3 separate regions of the Sus scrofa genome follow, and regions 1 and 3 are each linked to region 2. The links are chromatin contacts, called in public Hi-C and HiChIP or PLAC-seq maps. All regions are on one chromosome and are shown on one strand. The core of a region is the stretch at or near the end of the contact, and the rest is flanking DNA. Distances in the headings are between cores, read along the strand shown.

Region 1 (2,958 bases), core at 143-2,642, 110 kb after region 2:
ATTGGAGTCCAAGATTCAAAGGACTTCGAACCTCCAGGAACATATACAAAACATCTGTGTGGGAGTTCCCACAGTGGCTCAGTGGATTACAGACCTGAAATTGTCTCTCCGAGGATGGGGATTAGGTTGCTGGCCTCACTCAGTGGGTTAAGGATCTGGCGTGGCTGCCAGCTGCAGCATAGGTGGCAGATGTGGCTCGGATCCACAGATGTTGCTGTGGCTGTGGCAAAGGCTGCAGCTGCAGCTCTCATTGAACTCCCAGCCTGGAACATCCAAGTGCCGTAGGTACAGCTGTAAAAAGAAGAATAATGTCTGTGTGCATACACACGTGTGAACACAGCTGAGAATTTTTCTGGGAATAGCTTTCTTCAGCTTTGTAAAGAAGGTCTGTGATACTGAAAGATTAATCACCAGCCTGGTTTAGACCTCATCACCTTTGACCTGGACGACAACAACAGCCTCCAAACCGGTCTCCCCACTCCATTCCATATCCTCTACCCGCCACAAGGGTATCATATTTATTTATTTTTTTTACTGCACCTGAGGCATATGGACGTGCCTGGGCCAGAAACTGAATCCAAGCCTCAGCTGTAACCTATGTCACAGCTCTGGCAACACCGGATCCTTAACCCACTGCGCCATAATGGAAACTCCCCACAAGGGTATTCTTTCATTATTTATTTTTGTCTTTTTAGGGCCACATCTGAGGCATATGGATGTTCTCAGGCTAGGGGTCCAATCAGAACCACAGCTGCCAGCCTATGCCACAGCCACAGCAACGTGGGATGCGAGCTGAGTCTGTGACCTACACCACATCTCAGAGCAAAGCTGGATCCTTAACCCACTAAGTGAGGCCAGGGATCAAACCCATGTGTTCATGGATGCTAATCATGTTCGTTAACTGCTGAGCCACGATGGGAACTCCCCCCCCCCTTTTTTTTAAAGGGTATCCTTTTAAAATTCAATGCTTTAAAACAAACTTAGAGTTACCAAAGAGGAAAGGAGGGGGAGGGATAAATTAGGCGTCTACTCATCCTTTGCCTTCGCCAAACAGAACTTTTCACTGCTTCCTGAATGCATAGGTCACTTTCAAATCTTTCATCCTTTGCAAGGGTAGTCCATCTGGCAAACCCTCCTATAGGGGCTTCAAAATCCAATTCAGGTGTCACCTCCTCTGGGATCCGTCCCTGCCCCCAGTAGGTACTCCTCTCTATGCTCTCACTCCTTTATTACATTTATCATACTATATTGTAGTTGTGGGTTTAAGTGGCTGTTTCGCTAACTAGATAGGAAGCTCTTTTGGGAGAGCTACCCCCACAACAGGTGCATATTGTGTTCAGCCCCGCCTCCGCGGCCCCGCTGGAACTACATTTCCCAGAAGGCCCAGCCTCCTGGGCATGCGCACTGGAACGCAAGGAAGCTGCGACGCCGAGTTTCACTCAGGCTGCCTTCTCCTTAGAGTGGGAGCTACAGCCGGAGCCGTGCCCAGGCCGAGCCGGAGCTGCAGCCTGAGTGCGGCGGTGTCTTTCGCCTCCCCTCTCTCCCTCCTCAGCCTCGGTGAGAGGGGCGGGCAGGCCACCTGCTCCTCGACAGGGCTAGGGTCCCGGTGACGCGGGGCAGGAGCCGAACTGGGACCGGAAGGGGGCGGGCGTGGGCGTGAGGGAGGGCTGGGCCGGGCCGGAGACGAGCCCTGGGGTCGGGGTCGGGTCCGGGGGGGATTGTGAGGGCTGGCCTTCGGGTGGAGGCCCCTGAGGCGAGAGCTGTGGGAACTGCGAGCCGCTGGGAGTTTAGGACCGGACCGTGTGGGAGAGTGAACGCCGAGGTGCAAGCCGCAGGGCTGGCAGGGGGAGGGGCGCAGACTCTGGGAGTTTGGGTCCGTCCGGAGGAGTGTAACCCTTCCCACAGGACCTGGAGGACGCGGTGGTGATATTGCCACCCGGTGTGTGGTTAGGGTGTGGGTTCCGCCGGCGTCTGCCTCCTGGTGGACGACTCACGGGAGTCGGAGACTATACTTGAGAGGAGTTTGCCTCCTAACTCTGCTTTCCTGTCGCAAGTAGGGTCCGTCTTCCAGGAAGTGCCTATCTCCTGGGACCCTGGGTCGCTTTTCGGGGGGAGGGCGTAATGTATGCTGAGAAGAGAATTTAGAAGACTTTTTGCTGGAACTACCCTTTCTCAGACAGCTACAGTCCTGCGCGCTGGTTCCTCTTCTCTAAGTGCCAGTAGCAGTGGAAATAGTGTGTGCACCGACGCTTGACCTTAAGAAATTCAGAGTATTTCTGCTGCCAAGCTAGCCCCGCTCCAGCTCTAGAAGGCGGACTTTCTGGTAGCCAGGATCAGGCTTTACTTAAACTATCAGGGTAACTATAATTAGGCTTCAGGGTAACTATAATTAGGCTTCTTGTTCGTTTGCTGTGTGACTTTGGCTAAACTTTTACCTTCTCTGGTGTGTTGATTTCTTGGCTGCCTGCATTGCAGACGGGCTTACAAAGTCCTTTCAGGCCTTTCTGTGGAAGGGCTTAGGAATTTTTTTTTTTTTTTAAATCATCCCCTTGATTGTCGAGTGGGCAGAGGGAGACTACTGTACCTTCTGCTCTGCCCAGGCTGTTGGAAAATAAATCGGATAATTTCCAGTCCCCAGCCACAGCACACAGACCCAACATCTGTGCATTCGTTTTCCCTAACTGCTCAGTTTAAAACCTGATCATTTTCCTTGTTGGCAAAAGTGCCTTGGAATTTCTGTCGCTGAGTCAGCAAGCCTTTCAGATTTGCCCGGTTTTTGTTGTTTGTGTTTTAAATCAAGATGGGAACTCAGACAAGTTATTCCTCCTAAAGATCTGGTATCTCCATCAAGAAGGCACAGGTCGTGCCAGCTCTCCAGAGAGAAAAGGTGAGCGCCCCAAGGACTTCACATTGCTGACTTCCCAATCTGATTTTCATTAGAGAAAGTGGGGACTGGGG
Region 2 (3,017 bases), core at 14-2,513:
GACCTCGGTTTCCTCATCTGAAAAGGAGGGATAACAGGATGCAAGTCAGAGAAGGCAGGCTGGACTGGAGTCAGGGCAATGAGAAAGAGAGAACGCCAAGGTTGTGGCCAGACCCTACGGGAGGTGGGAGTGGAGGCCTGGATCCCACAGGTGCTCACCCAGGAGGTGGGGTCAAGGAGCAGGCCTCAGGCTCCCAGCAAGTGTGCAGGAATTGCACTGCCTAGAGCCCCTCTCCCTCTGTGCTGTGGGAATGCTAAACAAAAGGGCTCTGAGGTCATAATCTGTAAAAAGGGAAAGGAGGGGCCTTGGCCCAAGCCAAAGCCCAGACTAGATTCAAGGCCGCTGCATCTCAGGTTCCCTGTCCCCAGCTCAAGGCAAAGTGGATACAATGGGGAGTTTTGACAATAACCTCCCTCCTGACCCCCTTTCAACACTAGGCCTCAGGGTTTCTGGTCTGGGTCTCCCCTACTAGGGGGTCCGGGGGACATCGCCCAAACGTCCACATGCTGCTGCCTCTGAGCTCCGCTTCCTCCGTCTGTGCCCTGCAACTCCAGGTGGCTGACAGTAACGGTCACCCACCAGGCCCTGGACTAAAACCTTCACTCGCATTAAGCTGCCGAATCCTCACACCAACTCAGGGACGGAAGCATTGTCATCATCATCACCCCCATTTTCCCGGTGGCGAAACTGAGGCACAAAGACTCTCACTTGTACAAGTTCATCCAGTGAGTGGCAGGACCAGGATGTGAACTCACACAGTCTGGACTCTCAGGCCCACACTCCTCACCATGTTGCTTCTTAAGCCATTATTTCACAGACACCCTGTGGTCCATCTCCCTGCTCTGCCAGTCCCTGCTGTGTGGCCCCGAGCAGCGCGACCACTCCCTCGGCTTTGTCCTCTTGCACAAAAAGCCAGGACTGTCCACAGGCTGCGGCCCAGCGCTTTAGCGCCGAAATCTGCCAGTGTTAGGCAGCGGGCACTGCACCAGCATCGGGGCTACAGTCATTTGTTTTCTCAAACAGGAGAAGGTTCCAGATGTGGGCAGGGCCTCCCTCGCCCCGCCCCGCGCCCCGGTATGCAGTTGGGGGAATGCAGGGGGAGGGGCTGCCCCCAGCCAGTCATTGCCATTAATAGAGACCTGAAACACCGCCTGCTAAAAATACCCGGCTGGCCCATTATAAAAGCGCTGCGGGCTCGGCCCACCGACACTAACTCCCCTTCTCCCAGCCGCAGCCGGACGCGTCCAGCCAGCGCAGCCAGCATGACTGAGCGCCGTGTGCCTTTCTCGCTCCTGCGGAGCCCCAGCTGGGACCCTTTCCGCGACTGGTACCCGGCCCACAGCCGCCTCTTCGACCAGGCCTTCGGGCTGCCCCGGCTGCCCGAGGAGTGGTCGCAGTGGCTGAGCCACAGCGGCTGGCCGGGCTACGTGCGCCCGCTGCCCCCGCCCGCCATCGAGGGCCCCGCCGCAGTGGCCGCGCCCGCCTACAGCCGCCTGCTCAGCAGGCAGCTCAGCAGCGGCGTCTCGGAGATCCAGCAGACTGCCGACCGCTGGCGCGTCTCCCTGGACGTCAACCACTTCGCCCCCGAGGAGCTGACGGTCAAGACCAAGGACGGCGTGGTGGAGATCACGGGTGAGCCCCCGGGGACCGGGACGCGCCCACCCCCCGCCCCTCCCGCGCTGCCTCTCGCGCTCTTTCCGGGGAGGAGCCCTGGAAAATGGAAACTTAGCCGAGGACGGGGCCAGAGCCCGGGGAGCCGGCCTGGCCTCTTCGCCCTGCCCCTGGCCTGTGCCTGCTTCCCTGGACTTTGGGGGGGGTGCTCCTAAGTCCTAAGGGATCTTTTGGCCCTAAAAGCTCTCCAGTCAGGGAAGAAACGCCCCCTTCCAGCGGAGACGCCCTCAGCCCCAACGCCATCCGCGAGGGACCAGGTCTCCCCGCGCCGCGCCGCCCCCCCCCGGCCCCCGGCCCCCGGCCTGCAGTTGGTGTGGCAAGGGCGACCCCCTCCCCCGACACGCGCACGCACACGCACGCACTTCCTCCCCATCCCTAGTCCAGGTCCTCGGAGGGGGCGTGTGTGCGTGCCCATGGCTGCTGCCCCACGCCCCAGCCCCAGACTCCTGGAACCGAACTTTCCAGAAGCTTCTGAGGTCCCGGGACAGGTCTGGGGTACCCACATCCCTTAGTCCTCTCCTGGCAAGCGTTCTGGCCACCGGGTGGGGCTCGGCTGGCTGTGGGCCAGCGGGAGCGCCGGCCCCTTCAGGCCTCCTCTGACCTCCCTCCCCCACCCAGGCAAGCACGAGGAGCGGCAGGATGAGCACGGCTTCATTTCCCGGTGTTTCACTCGAAAATACACGTGAGTCCTGGCTCCGGGTGGGGTGGGGGGTGGGGAGGGCCCAGGGACGCACCGTGGGTCACTCCTGTCCTGCCTCTCCCTGTCCAGGCTGCCCCCCGGTGTGGACCCCACCCAGGTCTCCTCCTCCCTGTCCCCTGAGGGCACGCTCAGCGTGGAGGCCCCGCTGCCCAAGCCAGCCACCCAGTCGGCAGAGATCACCATCCCTGTCACTTTCGAGGCGCGGGCCCAGCTTGGGGGCACAGAAGCTGGAAAGTCGGAAAAGCCCGGAACCAAGTAAAGGCCTTCGCCCTGCTGCTCACCGCCCCCCGCCCAAACCCGCACCAGCCATCCCCACCTGCCAACTCTCTGTGCTCTTTTGATACGTCTACCTTCTGTTTTTCTCGAATAAAGTTCAAAGCAACTGCCCGCCACTGTCTCAGACCCTGGTGTGCTTGTGGAGGCTCAGGCGTCACTCCTGGTTCACGCACTCATCACGTTTGCCGAGGGCCTCCTGTGTGCCAAGCCCTGTGCTGGCCCCTGTGCGTGCTGCGTCCATCACAGGGCACAGCCCTGCCCTCCAGTCCCTTGTTGAGGGAGAGACTGTTTATGCGGCAGTTAAAGCCCCCGGGGCCAGTGTGGGAGCAGGGACGCCAGGAGAGGCACCCGGCCGAGGCACTCAGGACAC
Region 3 (3,175 bases), core at 170-2,669, 93 kb before region 2:
TAGCTCAATGAACAAGTGAAAAGGAGGGACAAAAGCCAGTCATCATGTACTCCCTGCTCATGATTCCATCTTCGGGTCTTGTGCTAACTGTTCTTTGCACCCGCTGCTTCCCCAACCAATGTTCTCAGGCAGGCTCAGCCATGGGTCCTATCCGTCAGTTTGTACACTCCTCTATAGAAGCAGTAACCTGCAGCTCACTTATCTACCCCACTTGATTTTGAATTTTTTTTTTCTTTTTAGGGCCACACCCAAGGCATATGGAGGTTCCCAGGCTAGGAATCCAATCAGAGCTGCAGCTGTCAGCCTACAACACAGCAACACAGGATTTGAGCCACACCTGTGACCTACACCACAGCTGACGGCAACACAGGATCCTTAGCCCACTGAGTGAGACCAGGGATTGAACCTTTGTCCTCATAGATGCTAGTCAGATTCGTTTTCACTGAGCCGCAATTCACTGAACTCTGACCCTGAACTTCCTGAGAGCAAGGAATTCTCTGTACGCCCATAAAATACAACGGGAGGTGTGTGTGAATGAAGCTTATAAATTAACTGATGAATTTAAATAAGCTTCTTCTGAACAGCAACCCTATCTTTATTTCTGGCCAGGTAGATTCTGAGTAAATCCACTTAACCGAGCTCAGCCAGTTTCTTTACCCCTTCAGCAGAAACATTATTCTGGGTTCACGTTATTACTGGGCAGACCTGAGGAGTAAGGACTGGCAACTCATCACCTGTTTCTGCATCTATAACGTGGGGCTGCTTCCCTCTAAACTCAGGAAGAGTAGATCAGTGTTGCACACAAGATCAGTGCTCAGGGTGTCTCTAAAGCTTTCTAAACTGCAGTGGAAGGTTCTGGTTACCAGGAAGGATGACAACACTGGAGGGTGGACCGGGTCTGTGTGAGCAGGGGCGGGGCAGGGGTGCACCGAAGTGATGATTAGGAGAGCCCCCATTTTTCCACCCGTAATCCCAAGATTTTCGGCCTCCCCGTCCCTCTTTCCTTTCCAAAGCTTTCCAGGGCTCGGAGCCCCTCCCGCCTCCAGGGGCAGGAGGGGTAGGTTTGGCCGAGTCCGGGCCCGGGGCGCCAACTCGGCCGGTCTCCCTGTCAGAGCCTCTGTCTGGGGCCCCACCTGCAAAATGGCTCCTCTAAGGCTCTTCCAGCCTCAAGCCCGTCTTCTTCCACCTCTCGGGTGCAGACTCTCCCTCCCACTCCGACCGCGTCTCCCGACCCGCGCTATGACCTAGCCCTGGACCCGGCTCCGGGCGCGTCCCACCGCCCGCCACCGCTACAACCCGGATGCGGCCGAGACACCGCGAGATCCGGGAGGTGGGGCGCCGGAAGTCGGGCCAGTCTCGCGAGACCTGGCGGAGCGGAGCCGGGAGGGCCTGTGGAGTGTGGAGGTCGTTGGAGTCACTTTCTTGCTGCCAGCTCGTTTGCCGGCCGGTCCTCTCCCCGCACGCCCCAGCCATGCTCTCCGCCCTCGCCCGGCCTGCCGGCGCCGCTCTCCGCCGCAGCTTCAGCACCTCGGCCCAGGTAGGCCCTGCGAAGCAGAGGCTCCCCTGCGTAGGCCACGTGTGTTGCTGGCTCGCTAGCAGCCTGACTCCCAGGTCAGCCTGGACCGCGGGGCCGCCCGGTGCCGACCCGCGGCTGTGGCCCCCTCGGCCGGCCCTGATACCCCGCAGGAAGTGCGGGAGTAGGGGAGAGGCAACTCTAGGACCGATGCGCTTCTCCGAGCCCCACAGCTCGCCTCCAGGTCCTCCAGAGGGCCTGCTCCTTCCAGGTTGAAAAGCCAGGGCTCTCGAGCCGAAAGCCACTTATTTTCCATAGTACTTTGAGAGACTAACCTCGTTCTTCCTGCAGCGTCTGTACAAATAGTGTGTAATTTTTAACTCCGTAGTGCAGATAAACGCTGAAGGTAGAGCACTGGTTCAAGGTTACACAGTCTTTCGGCCAAAGTTTTAAAATTCAGCTCTCCTGACCACCGTCAGTGACTTTTGGAACAACAAGCTTTTCCTCTAAGAATCTGAAGACGCTGCTTCCTCTTAAGGACCTTTTGAAGGCTCCTTCCTGCTGCCGGCGGACTGGGCCGGCCCCCACGCGGTGTAACAGTACATGATGTGGGCCTGGGACTACTTAAGCCTAACCTATTTTTAGCCGTCTTCTAGGGCAGCGATTCTCAAACTCTGGTGTGAGTTAGGATCACCTGGAAGCTGATGACGATCGGAGGCGAAGGCTCATTAAAGGAGGTTGGGATCCGGGCCTAAGTATTTTTACCAAGTGATTCTCATATAGCCAAAGTCTGAGAAGCCTGGAGATACCCACATTGCCTCTTAGGTACCACACCCAAAGGGGAGGTGGTTATTGAATGAGATTCCTCATTTCTTGTTTAGCTTCTGTCTTTCAGATCAGTTTGCTGTGAGTGGAATTCATTTTTAAAATATAGAAATAAGCGCATTGAGTATTCATGTTTGCCAAAAATTGTCCTTGGGGCTGCAAGTGATACCATGATGGCTGCACTTTGGCCAACAAGGAGTAAATGTAGGATAGGTGGAGGGGATGAAGATAGATGCTGAGGAGTGGGGAAGGGAACGCAGTGAAGCTAAGGCAATGGGATTCGCTGACAGGTGATTTAACGAAGGGTATTGAGAGAAAGGGGACCATGGAGGACAGCAAGGCTTTGGGCTTTCGAGTTGAGGTGTGCCAAGATGATACAGATTGTTAGAAGAAAAGGAGATGGAAGGGGCAGATATCCGGAGCTCAGAATTGATTTGTGTTGTTTAAAATGCCTATTCAGGAGTTCCCATCATGGCTCAGCTGTAACCCGACTAGTATCCATGAGGATGTGGGTTCGATTGCTGGCCTCTTTCAGTGGGTTAAGGATCCGGAGTTGCTGTGGCTGTGGGGTAGGCTGTCAGCTGCAGCTCCCATTCTGCTCCTAGCCTTGGGACTTCATATGCTTCAGGTGCGGCCCTAAAATGAAGAAGAAAAAGAAAAAGCCTATTGGATGTACAGGAGGAAATGTTGAGAAGGCAGTTTTTTTTTTAAGTCAGAAAGATGAGCTTAAGCCAAATAGTACATTGCCCTGCAGAGACCTTTGGATCGCGTATCCTTATCAGGAAAAAAATGTGATGAACATTCAACCTAAATGTATTTATTTTTCTCTATATGTAC

Evidence for each region. A called contact is a pair of places that touch in the nucleus more often than the background predicts. HiChIP or PLAC-seq counts read pairs in DNA pulled down with a chosen protein or histone mark.
Region 1: an H3K27ac HiChIP or PLAC-seq map of alveolar macrophages shows a contact between it and region 2. The contact joins the promoter of DTX2 here to the promoter of HSPB1 in region 2. A contact is called at or near these places in 1 of 5 promoter capture datasets (fetal liver), 4 of 47 Hi-C or Micro-C datasets (blood, embryonic fibroblasts, liver and 1 more) and 2 of 2 datasets of contacts at active chromatin or transcription factors (alveolar macrophages and skeletal muscle).
Region 3: a contact with region 2 is called in a Hi-C map of liver, with 3 times the contacts expected there. The contact joins the promoter of MDH2 here to the promoter of HSPB1 in region 2. A contact is called at or near these places in 1 of 5 promoter capture datasets (liver), 4 of 47 Hi-C or Micro-C datasets (heart right ventricle, liver, skeletal muscle and 1 more) and 2 of 2 datasets of contacts at active chromatin or transcription factors (alveolar macrophages and skeletal muscle).

Annotation. Positions count from the first base shown.
Region 1 is chr3:9,924,300-9,927,257 of Sscrofa11.1, reverse strand. It overlaps DTX2 (probable E3 ubiquitin-protein ligase DTX2), which reads left to right and starts at 1,392. Exons shown (of 15, transcript XM_021086279.1): 1 at 1,392-1,557.
Region 2 is chr3:10,037,687-10,040,703 of Sscrofa11.1, reverse strand. It overlaps HSPB1 (heat shock protein family B (small) member 1), which reads left to right and starts at 1,263. Exons shown (of 3, transcript NM_001007518.1): 1 at 1,263-1,632; 2 at 2,290-2,353; 3 at 2,441-2,630. The coding sequence starts at 1,263. The coding sequence ends at 2,630.
Region 3 is chr3:10,130,949-10,134,123 of Sscrofa11.1, reverse strand. It overlaps MDH2 (malate dehydrogenase 2, NAD (mitochondrial)), which reads left to right and starts at 1,419. Exons shown (of 9, transcript NM_001244153.1): 1 at 1,419-1,537. The coding sequence starts at 1,472. It overlaps STYXL1 (serine/threonine/tyrosine-interacting-like protein 1), which reads right to left and starts at 2,616. Exons shown (of 15, transcript XM_021086298.1): 1 at 1,849-2,616.